Linked DNA regions of Mus musculus: all the other regions are linked to region 2. The links are chromatin contacts, called in public ChIA-PET and Hi-C maps. All regions are on one chromosome and are shown on one strand. Each heading gives the region's core, a stretch centred on a gene start, on an enhancer-like site or on the middle of the called end of the contact. The rest is flanking DNA. Distances are from core to core; before and after follow the strand shown. Region 1 holds the start of Ptbp3 (polypyrimidine tract binding protein 3). Region 2 holds the start of Dnajc25 (DnaJ heat shock protein family (Hsp40) member C25). Region 3 holds the start of Hsdl2 (hydroxysteroid dehydrogenase like 2). Region 4 overlaps Lpar1 (lysophosphatidic acid receptor 1).

Region 1 (2,700 bases), core at 136-2,635, 550 kb after region 2:
CTAAAATTGCACTTTGATATCTGCAGCAGTGTGCAATCTGCATTCAAATGAGATAAACCATATATCACAATATTGTGAAATTAAGATAAACGAAACCTAACGAGGGCAAAAATTGTAAAATTCTAGTGTCCTCACTTAAACACGTATGATCAACTACGCGGCAAGTTACTAAATGTATTTTACTTTTCAAACAAGTTATATGCTCCACCATTCCGCAGTTTATAGAATCCTTGTCAACAAAAGTCGGCGGGGGAGGGGGTTAAGGAACAACTCAAACGGCAAAGGTTTAAATAAATAAAAGGTGGAATTTCTAATTGACTTGGAGTTGTTGGTGGTTTTTTTTAATCTTGACTATATGACCCTCAATTCACGCTTTTTATTAAAATACATCAGGTCCTGCCCCATGTTCCAGAGTTCCCAGAGAAATTACGAGCTCGGAAAAGGTGACTGTAAATCTTTTTTTTTTTTTCTTTTTTCTTTTTTTTTTCCCCCTTTTAGTCACAGACCCCATTTAAACCGAGCAGTTGAAAGCGCCCGGAAATCTACACTTACACAATATCTGACATCGCCCGAGGCGAATTCACGAAGTTTCTTGGGGGTGGGGAACGAAGAGGAAGCGTCCCTGGTGATAAAGTGCAGACGCTCGGTATTTAGAAGTGGTTAACGTATCTCACAGCCCAAATCGGGAGACCCCGCCGGTTCCGAGACCCGCACGGGCCCGCAGTTCGAGACCCGGTCGCCGCCCAGACGGCTGTCGCCGCTCGCCCGGGCCCGCCGCCGGGGGAAAGCTCCGCCGCGCGCCCCACCCCACCGGTAAACAGCAACTCCCCGAGCGCCGCGGCCGCCTCAGCCTCCGCCCCCGCCAGCGCCGCGCACCATTTTCTGAGAGGAAGTGTGGGGAGTCCGGCCCGGCACCCCGGCCCTGGCTCGTCTCTGCTTCCCGAAGGCGCCCCGAGGCTGCGAGGGGCGGACGTGACGGGGGCGCCGCGCGCAGGAAGCGGAGACCGCGGCGGACAGACCCCCGCGCTCCCAAGGTCCCTGCCGTCGGGCTTAGCCCCGGGCCGCTCCTCCGCTAGCCGGCGTCGCGCCCTGCTCCCCGGCCTCGGCGGGACGCGTCGCCGAGAGGAAACGAGGCCAGCGCAGCCCCGGAACGGCCACCCGGCACTTACCCATCCATGGCCCAGATGGAGGAGCGCGTTGTGCGGGGATTGACGGGCTCACCGCGGGCGGAGAAAGCGGGCGGCGGCTCCGGGAAACCAGCGAGCGGAGCCGCTCCGCAGCTCCGGCCGGTCAGAGGTGGAAGGAAGAGTGGGAAACAGGGGCGGGGACCGGGCACGCTCTCGCCAGCGCCGCGCCCCCGCCCTCCCGGCCCGCGAGCGCGTTCCCGCCTCGCCTGGCCCCGCCCCCTCGGCGTCGACGCCCTCCCGGGGCTCGGCTGGACTCCAGGGCGCCCTCTTCCCGCCTTCGCCTCTTTGCCCCGCCCCGACACCACCACCCCCGCCCATGCCTCCGCGCGCGTGCGCGCCCCCCGCCCAGCGTCGCGCCTGCGTTCGCGGGAACGCGCGCCTTGTGCTTCCCGCTTCGCGACTCGCCCTCCTACAAGCCCGCGGGCCTTCCGGCTCCCGGGACTCAGGCTTAGGGCCCTGAACGGTGCTGGCTAGAAAAGCCTGGGGACCCCAGGGAACTTTTGAAGCAGAGCAGAGTTACTACTGGCGGGCGACACTGCTGGCAGCACGGCAGGGGACCCGCGCGACGTCCACGGGGCAGGGGTGGACAGTGGTCTTTCCGGACCTGAGAGCAGCGACGGTAGCCTGTCCGCCAGACCCTGACCTCCGAGACCTGCACTGGACGGATAGGTGTGGTTGGGAAAGAAATGAAGTAGATGAGACTGCCCAGGACTGAAGTCCATCTTCACTTTCACACGGTTTTAATCTGAGTGCTTTTCTACCCAACAATCAAATACTAAAAGAAACTTTCATTGCATAGCTATTTAATGGCCATTACAATGCCAGTATTTTATAAGTTTATTTATTCATCCTTCCGCGGGGCGGGGCTGGGGGAGCCTGATTGGAAAGGATTAATGTTTTCCCAGGTACGCGAGAGATCTCCGAAATTTCACAGCCAGAAAATGTTTTGTTTGCACCAAAACCCTTTCCTCTAGTATGAGCAAAACCAAGTTACACGTAAAACGTAAAACAGCTATTTAGTACATATAATGTGTATAACTAGTGAGAACACACGTTCCCCCTCTTTCAAAGCACATCTACTTCTGAACGAACGGAATGCTTTTTCAATTCACAGATCATTGAAATTTGAGCCATTTAAGCCATGTCTTCAAAGTCTGCCCACACCATTTCAAAGGAAGTAACAACTTCAATCTCTTTCCTGATTACCTACTTTAAAATAAGTAGACACTTCTTTAAAAAAAAAAAAAAAAAAAAGTATAACCAGCTTGCAATTCAGGAAGGTCATTTTTAAAGAAATTTCAGTTCCCCTTTTCAAGAAGATGTCAAAAAACATTTTGTATGTTAAATCTAAACATTAAGTTTAGAAACATTTCCACCCTACATTGCCACATGGGATTTTAAAATAGCAACTTGGTATATAGGCACATAACTGTGCCTATAATTCCTACCTGAGTTTAAGGCTACCTTGAGCTACATAGTATGTTTCAGGCCATCCTAGGTCACAGAAAAATAA
Region 2 (2,700 bases), core at 93-2,592:
AAACCACCACAGTGTGAGTACTCGTCAAACCTGCAAATGTGACTATTAATAGAAACTCCCCGTCTTGAAAGAGGTATTGGTATTTTGGCTCACTTTGAATTTATTTGAAATGAAATAATTGAGGTTTATAGAGGCTAAAGTCCATGTTGATACTAGAAAAATTTAATTGTATTCTTCCTGAATATCTAACATTGTCTATCAAATCTTCACTTGGTGTACAGACCAATCCCAATGGATAGATCCCTATCTATTAGTTGTTAGCCAGTTGCCATCATAGACCTGGGAAACTATAAAGTCAGTCATGTGGGATATACTGGTCATTCATTATCAACCCGACTGGATTTAGAATCACCATGGAAACACATCTCTGAGTGTGTGTGAGGCTGTTTTCCAGAAGGGTGTAACTGAGGTAAGAACAACATGGACACATCACCATCATACATAGTGAGGCATTGGATCAAATAAAAAGGAGAAAATAAATTTGGCACCCTTTTCATTCCTTTATTCTAATTTCAGATAATGTGTAACTAGCAACTTTGTTGCCAGGCCTTCTGGACTGTGGGGGCCGTATTCCCTAGAACCCTAAACCCAAATAAATCCTTCATCTTTGATGTTGCTGCTTGCAGGTATTTGGTCACAGCAACAAATAAATTACACATTTAAAAACTGTGGTTTATCTGAAATTTAAACTTAATGGAGCACGTCCTCTCCCCACTCCACCTCCTGATTTCCCTGGAGGCATTTGCAAGATCTTAAGCTGTATTTTGATTGTCACAATTAGGGATAATGGTGTTACAGGCACTTTTGTGGACCGTATGGGGGTACTACTAAACGTTTTACATCCTCCGGGCAAATAATTGTTTGCTCTAAAATATAAATAAGCAGAGAAACAGAGAACAAAAAGGCCACGGTCTTTCAGGGCTCCTGGGAGAGAGACAGTGCAATTGTCTAAGTTCATCTTCAGTTTGGGTTAGAGGGGGGGCAATGTCCAGGCCTGGAGACAGGATGCCAGTGCCCAGAGTTCCTACGGCAGCGGATGAAGTAGCGAGGTCGAGAAGGTGGCGTGTGGCTAGTCCTGCGTGTGGACTGTGCCGCACTAGGCGGCTAGGAGCGCTTCAGACAGACAGACACCTACCCCTGCCTCAGAAAAGACCGCTGAGCTACTAAGACTACCAGGCTCCACAACACACAGAAGCCGCCCGAGGCTAAGGCGTCCTTCTCTCCTAGCAACGCGCGGGGACGGAAGTGGCTGCGGCGCCACGCCCCCTGCGCCTGCGCACAGGCGCGGCCTGCTGACGTGGACCGGGCTGCGGGGCCGAGCCCGGCGCCGAGGAGAGCAGCCGCGGCCGCTGTGCTGGCAGAGCGGCGAGCGAGGCGGGGATGGCGGCGCGGCTCGCTTTGCGCGGGGGACCCGGGGCTGCCGGCCAGCGCCCATGGCTGCTGCTGGCGCCGCTGCTGCTGGTCCCGCTGCTGGCGCGGCCCGCCGAGGCCCTGGTGGAAGGGCTGTACTGCGGCACGCGCGACTGCTACGAGGTGCTGGGCGTGAGCCGCTCGGCCAGCAAGGCGGAGATCGCGCGGGCCTACCGTCAGCTGGCCCGGCGCTACCACCCAGATCGCTACCGGCCCGAGCCCGGGGACGGCCCCGGGGGCGCGCCGCCGAGCGCCGAGGCTTTCCTGCTAGTGGCGACCGCCTACGAGACGCTCAAGGTGAGGCTCGCGGGCGCTGATGGGTGGCTGGGGATTTGGGTCTCCTAGCCGGGTGATCAGGTCCTCTACGACCCCAGCACACTGCTGCCGCCTGGACTTTTAGGAGGTCCACGTTTCCCACGTGGCCGTGGAATGAGCCACCTTGGCCCGCTAGCCAGCATGGCCACCTCCTCGAGGACAGTTTTGGAGGACAGCCAGTTCTGTTTTTGGACAGTTGTTATGCAAAGCTTTGCACTTATTTTATTTTTGGTGTAAAAAGCATTCTGGTTACTTGAGGTGCATGCTCGGAAAGCAGGGTGATTGTCAGTGCTAGGATCTGAGATAGGACATAGAACAGAAAAGTCTGAAATACTGAGTATTAACAACTGATCATGCCAATTTGATAGGACAGAAGTTTGGCCTCTGGGATAATGTCAATAATGACATTTATCTAGAAGCGCGCGCACACACACACACACACACACACACACAAACAGCGAACTATCAGTCCGAAAACTGGACTGTGACTTTTGGCTCTGACAACTCCTGAGTGACCTTGGATAGTTGTTTCTGACTTGGGGCAGAAGATTGAGAATTCCTAGTAGGAAAATAATTTTTGGACGTGTGTAGTGATCTGACAAAGGCTTTATTGCCTGCTGTGCATGTAGGAGGATTTAGCTTGACCCCCTTTTCTTTGATTACTGCAGTATATGTAAAAAAAAAAATCACCTGTTATGTCATGCTTGAGGGAGGTATTTCTGTTTCAAGAGCCCCATCGGAAGACTGCAGCGTCAGTCATAGCCGTGTTTCCATCATAGCTGTGTCTCTTTCCTAGGTTTTTGTTGTTGTTGTTGTTTTGTTTTCCAGCCTTCTTGTAATGACTACTTTGGATAGCTGTATTACCATTAATGGTGGATTAGTCCTCCAGATTAGCTTTACAGAGTTGGCAATTCGGAGTCAAATTCCCTTTCTTTCAGGCTTAGAGCAGTTTGATGTTTGGAGCTATTAAGACTG
Region 3 (2,700 bases), core at 68-2,567, 580 kb after region 2:
AGCTTGGGCCACCAACCTTCCTGACAGAACAGGAAAGAGTGAACCCCCAGGCCTAAGTAAAGGGGGTTTATAAAGAAAAAAACCCGCAAGCGGGTTTTTGTGTTGGCAATATAGGAGAGGGTAAAGGAATGCTGTCCTTTAAACCTGATAACATTTGTTCAGACAGCAGGGCAGAACCGTGTAGCTGAAAAGGTACCTTTCTGACCTGGGAAGAGTAACTTGTGCTATCAGAACCGCTTCTGATATGTTTACAACCGGCCACAGCTGTCTGGGAACGTTTGTCTCTTTTTCATAGTCTAAGAGTGGGCTATTATCATTTCAAGGGTATTGGCTTCGGTTTCCTTCAACAGCAAGGAGCCATCTGCACTGTGAGAAATGTTGGTTGTTAATCAAAAGGGGTCGAGTTTAAGTGACGTGGAGGCTAGGGTATGCTGCTTTTCTTTTGTTCTCAAGGCTGGCATTTGCCTTTCCCCACCCCCCGCGGGGGTGGGGGTATCGTCAGGGAGAGGGAGGGAGTAATAACTGCTCTAGCTGCGCAGGGTCAGGAGAGTGTAGGATTTGATGTGCAGGTTTCTCTTGTCTGAGCACTGGCTGCTCTTCCAAAAGATCCAGCAAGTTTGACAATTAGGAGAGTATATACCTACCTGTCTTAAGTTGTTTTCTGAACTAAGCTTTAGATAACAACCTCGTTAGCATCTTTTTCTCCCGCTACAAAATACAAAACAATTTCATTTCCTGGGTAGCTCAGTTAGGTATAACTCCAAGAACGAAACTGAATCCCAGACTCGACCTCATTCCGGCATTCATTCCAGGACTGAGGATTCCTTCTCCAACCTTGATTTCTGTGGCCCGGATCATACGATGAACGCTTGCGGGAGACCTTTGCAAAGATCTCTTCCAGAAACTCCTGTCTCCAGACACTGGAGGTCAGGCTAAATTTAGATTCAGTGGCAGCGAAAATGAGAGTGACCGGCTTCTGCAAAAAGCATTTTTCAGATGTCTACAAGTGTTCTTCGGAGAGAGCGCCTTGGCTCGGGGACAGACAGGGGAAAACGACGCCCAGCACCCTCAAGTCAGTCCCCGGAGCGCCCCTCAATCCGCCATCTGGCTGGCTGGGAGCCGTCGATGCGCCGAACCTAGGCTGAGGAGGAAAAGCCTACGTAGTAATGATGCTCTAGACACGCCAGTGGCCCACAGGAGAAACTGATTGTCACCTACAGACTCGGGAAAGGGGCGGGGCGGAGGTGTACTCCAAAGCGCCTGCGCAGAGCGTTGGTTTCCTGGGTGTCGTTTGTAGAACTGCGGGAAGAACCGCCCAGTGCCCGGTGTGCGCAGGCGCACACCGTCTTGTAAGCTCTCGGTCTTGTAGGATCTCGGTCTTGTAGGAGGGCCGGTCCCCGAGCGGGTCTCGGGGCGGGGCCCGGGGCGCGGCTAAATGCGGAGAGAAAGTTCGCCTGTCACTCACAGCTCGCTGCTGTTCCACTGCCACCAAGTTCTCTGAACTGCGAAGGTCATGCTGCCCAACACTGGGTAAGAGGACGGGGGTGGGATGGGGTCAGGGGCCAGTCGGCAGGTCGCCGGCGCAACCCAGAGCCGCGCGCTCTGGAACACCGGTTCGCGGAAAGATAGAGTCGCTGGGACCTGCGCATGCACGAGAACCCAAAGTTCTGTACTACTGAGACTCAAAAGTTGTACACTGCAAGGGGCAGTGGTGTCAGATACTCCACGGGGAAAGGTCGCGAGCGTAGGTGTCCCCGACGACCCGTTGTAGCCCCATCTCGCCTTTAGCTTGGCCTGGTGACAATGTTGCTTTCATCTTCTAGGCGAAAGGTCGCTTGAGACAGTGACTTCAGATTTTCTGTTTGTATGCTTGATTGTAGAATAATAGAAGAATGGTGTTTTGAAAATGGTTTTCAAGTTAGTAGCGAGTTAAAATGTTACAATACGAACATTTCTGGTAAGGGGTTTATTTATTTATTTTACTTAAAAATGAAGTATATTTATCCCAGCCTAGCCAGGTGCGGTGGCGCCTGCTTTTAATGCCAGCACTCAGAAGCAGGGTCAGAAGATCTATTGATTCGAGGCTGTTCTGGTCTACATAGTGAGTGTGCTAGGCTCACTCTGTCAGCAAACGCTACAGAGTTAGAACCTTGTCTACACCCCCTCCCCCAAGCCCACTTATATAGAGACACAATTGTGCAGCCAGTCACCAGGACTTTACAAAATCAAAACAAATACCCATTAAACAATGTTCTTCCCGATTCTTCTTGCCCTTGGTTCCTGCTGAACTCAGGTAGGTCCACTATGTTCTATAAAGTTTATCTTAAGCAGAGTGACAAGTTAAGCCCATTCTGTAATTAGTTTGACACATATAGACAGCTAAAAGACTTAAATAGTTCAAAAGGGTATAAGTCTCTTTAAAACTCCAGTTTCTTTCTGTTTGTATTTTTTGTACTTATCAACATATTTTGTATACCTTACAGGGATACCTTCTTTTTAGAAAATAGTAGCAAACTCCATTTTGGGCTTGCTGTTTTTACCTGACATGTCTTGGCACATACTTAGGTTTCCAGTACACACAGCTTGTCTTTGTCCTCTTGTTTTGTTTGTTGTTGTTGTTTTGAGACAAGGTTTGTCTGTGCCCTAGCTATCCTGGAACTCTCTCTGTAGACCAGGCTGGTCTTGAACTCAGGGAGTTCC
Region 4 (2,700 bases), core at 151-2,650, 540 kb before region 2:
TTCGGACTATGCTTGTACTGAGTGAACAACGGTCAGAGGTGTGGCGTTTCAAACACAAGTGGAGAGTGAAAAGGGCACACCAGTCAAAGTATGAGTCCTGAGAGAAGGGAAAATATGCTAAGGGATGCATTCAAACAGAAGACACGGAGGTTAGATACAGAGCATAAAACAACAACAACAAAAACTCACCATGGAAAATACCTAATTAAAAAAAAAAAGAGGAAAAAAAAAAAGAAACTCACCATAGATTTAAAGAGGTTGCATCCTAGTCTTTCAGTGTAAGACAACAATTCTTAAAATAACATGGTTGAAAAGCCACTTTTTCTTCCTTAGTACCCAAACACACTGAACATCATATTGGAAACATCTAAGGTGGCCTCTCACCCTGCCTAGCTCCCCCTTTCCATAGACACGAGCAGAGCTTTAGCATGATGACGATGACAATGACGATTACGATGACGATGATGATCATGATGATCATGATGATGATGATGATAGGTTTGGTTTGGTTTGGTTTGGTTTGGTTTGGTTTGGTTTGGTTTGGTTTTTCTTGCGGCTTTGGAGACTGAAGCGATAACCTCACACCTGCTTTTAATTTGCTTCCCACAAATAGACCATGGCACCAGCTACAGGCTATCACTCCTTGATTAGGCTCTGTTAAATGGCAAAGATAAAGGGGTTTTGCAGATGTCATTAAATTCACTTTAAGGTGTTCAGCTGAGAGCTGGGTCAACTGAACCTCGTTAGTAAGTGTACTAAAAGAATCATGTATAGGTCAACACTGGAAGTAGCAGCAATCCTGCTGGTGACCTTTAAAAAGCCGTGACTGGTGACTGTACGGACAAAAACCATTAATTCCACTAGCCAGCTAACTGAACTGGAGACGGGGTCTCCGGGTCAGGTCTCCTTGAGCTCATGAGCTCATTCGGTGCGTGGAGTTCAGCTACCAGTCTCTGAACCCTAAATCCAGCAAGACAAACCTTAACTTCTAACCTATAGAAAGCAGAAAATAGCAGATAGCTATTTTGAAAGCCTATACATTTTGAGTGATTTGTTACACAGCCTAGAAAACCAACATACCATCTAAAGAGAAGGAGGGGCAATTTGCATAAGAATTGTCTTCTGTTAATTAAGAACGAAGTACCTGAAACCTCAGACTCCCTTCCCAACTTCCCACCTCACACTTGGCCGAGCTCTCCCACAAGCGTGTTCCTGGTATTTAACAGACATGGCTGCCTCCATTCCTGAGGTGTGGCTCTGAAGAACCAGGGTCACTCAGAGACCATCAGTGCTTGCTCATCCAGAGACACCTGCCTCTTATTCCAGACAGGGTTTAACCAAGCCAGCCTGTGGCTTCCAGGGTTTTCTTGTGAGTAGCATTTTTAGATTGCGTGGTGACTCAGCATAGTAACAATCTAGCGTCACCGTTCCGGTAACTCAAGTCAAGGACTCCAACTGCAGCTGATTAGGTCTCCCTTCATTTGCTATTCTGGGATGAAATCACCAATCAGCCACAGTCCCAGGGCCAGAGACCTCCTAACAGACCTTCATGGAAGAGGCTTTGTCCTAGTCCCATTTTTAACCCGGAAGTCAAGACACTGTCTATGGCCAAGCTATTTAGCCGAGCCCCTGCTCCATAATAGCATGTTCTCTGTGCTTGGAACAAAATTATACCCTGAGGATGTCTTTCCGTGTGGCTGTGCCCAGAAAGTGGTTGGGAGGCAACAGCACTAGGGTGGGTGACGGACGAGGCACGTGACCATTTAGAGGAAAGGAAAAATGGGGCATGGTTGTCCGTTTTTCCAGAAGCATTTGTCTGCCCCTTGGAAACCAAGCTTAGAGATTCTCTTTTTATACTTTCCTGAACTGTGAATATAACTCTTTTGATATGTAGCCCAATTAGGGAGGGCCTGCAAGAATTGTTTGTTTCTAATAAAAAAAAAAACACTGGCATTTTGTTTTCCAATTGTCCTGATTCTTTCACACCAATTAAGATGGCAGTAACGCTTGAAGGTACCAGACAGAACAGAATAGAACATTTTTATAGCTTAAAAAAATAAAAAATAAATATTTTTTTCTTCCTTTCTTCAGTCTTTCCTCTTACATCCTTTTTTTTTTTAACTTCTAAAATAATGAAGTAAGAAAGACACAATCCACAGGAAACTGACAAAGGCTGACTTAGGCTGTGCGGTCCGCTAGGTTCTAGGTTATCTTTAGCAACTCTCATAGGCTCTCCAAGCCTCAGGAATGGCCATTTGTTTGTTTGCATTGGTTCTTTATTTGTTGCTGTCGCTTAATGTGCATGCGTGTTTTCCTGTGTGTATGTATGTGCACCATATATGGGCATTGTCCATGGAGGCGAAAAGAGGGCATCAGTCCCCTGGAACTGAGTTCCAGATAGTTTGAGCCACCATGTGGATGCTGGGAACTGACCTAATTTTTAGCCACTGACTTATCCTCCAGTCTCTTAAGCCTCAGTTTTATCTTCTCCAAAATGATTATTCACCACGATTTATAAGGAATAGTGAGACTGTGCATTCACCCTCAGACAGGCTGGCACGAGGTGATTCAGGTTTCAGCATTAAAGAGCGACATCGATGAAGTCATGCCTTGGCCAATACAAGGTCAGCTGAGCCCCACAAGTGGAATCTCAATACAATTGAAATGGAAACTCAGTGTGGAACAGGGAATAAAGAAGGC

Evidence for each region. A called contact is a pair of places that touch in the nucleus more often than the background predicts. ChIA-PET counts read pairs in DNA pulled down with a chosen protein or histone mark.
Region 1: an RNA polymerase II ChIA-PET map of memory CD8 T cells shows a contact between it and region 2, with 79 read pairs. The contact joins the promoter of Ptbp3 here to the promoter of Dnajc25 in region 2. A contact is called at or near these places in 17 of 39 promoter capture datasets (the 3T3-L1 cell line, the C10 cell line, the HPC-7 cell line and 11 more), 2 of 15 datasets of contacts at CTCF or cohesin (large pre-B cells and pro-B cells), 14 of 484 Hi-C or Micro-C datasets (B cells, CD4 T cells, the G1E-ER4 cell line and 8 more), 16 of 115 datasets of contacts at active chromatin or transcription factors (DN3 thymocytes, the SCID.adh cell line, astrocytes and 12 more) and 3 of 9 other capture datasets (adipose tissue, embryonic stem cells and macrophages).
Region 3: an RNA polymerase II ChIA-PET map of effector CD8 T cells shows a contact between it and region 2, with 29 read pairs. The contact joins the promoter of Hsdl2 here to the promoter of Dnajc25 in region 2. A contact is called at or near these places in 10 of 39 promoter capture datasets (the 3T3-L1 cell line, the C10 cell line, the HPC-7 cell line and 7 more), 17 of 484 Hi-C or Micro-C datasets (the Ba/F3 cell line, CD4 T cells, CD8 T cells and 7 more), 19 of 115 datasets of contacts at active chromatin or transcription factors (the 230-238 cell line, CD8 T cells, DN3 thymocytes and 15 more) and 4 of 9 other capture datasets (adipose tissue, liver, macrophages and 1 more).
Region 4: a contact with region 2 is called in a Hi-C map of muscle stem cells, with 4 times the contacts expected there. The contact joins the enhancer-like site here to the promoter of Dnajc25 in region 2. A contact is called at or near these places in 3 of 39 promoter capture datasets (the 3T3-L1 cell line, the HPC-7 cell line and maxillary cranial neural crest) and 1 of 484 Hi-C or Micro-C datasets (muscle stem cells).

What each region holds. Positions count from the first base shown.
Region 1 is chr4:59,547,979-59,550,678 of GRCm38.p6, forward strand. It overlaps Ptbp3 (polypyrimidine tract binding protein 3), which reads right to left and starts at 1,386. Exons shown (of 14, transcript NM_178164.3): 1 at 1,170-1,386.
Region 2 is chr4:59,001,851-59,004,550 of GRCm38.p6, forward strand. It overlaps Dnajc25 (DnaJ heat shock protein family (Hsp40) member C25), which reads left to right and starts at 1,343. Exons shown (of 4, transcript NM_001033165.3): 1 at 1,343-1,707. The coding sequence starts at 1,381.
Region 3 is chr4:59,580,246-59,582,945 of GRCm38.p6, forward strand. It overlaps Hsdl2 (hydroxysteroid dehydrogenase like 2), which reads left to right and starts at 1,318. Exons shown (of 11, transcript NM_024255.3): 1 at 1,318-1,530. The coding sequence starts at 1,514.
Region 4 is chr4:58,463,226-58,465,925 of GRCm38.p6, forward strand. The region is part of intron 3 of Lpar1 (lysophosphatidic acid receptor 1); the gene reads right to left. Among named protein-coding and RNA genes, the nearest start is that of Mir3095, 23 kb to the left of the region's middle. Within about 2 kb of position 1,401, at least 70 of the 459 cell types and tissues checked have an H3K27ac peak or open chromatin away from gene starts, as enhancers often do. A contact at or near this core is called in muscle stem cells, where this site is marked.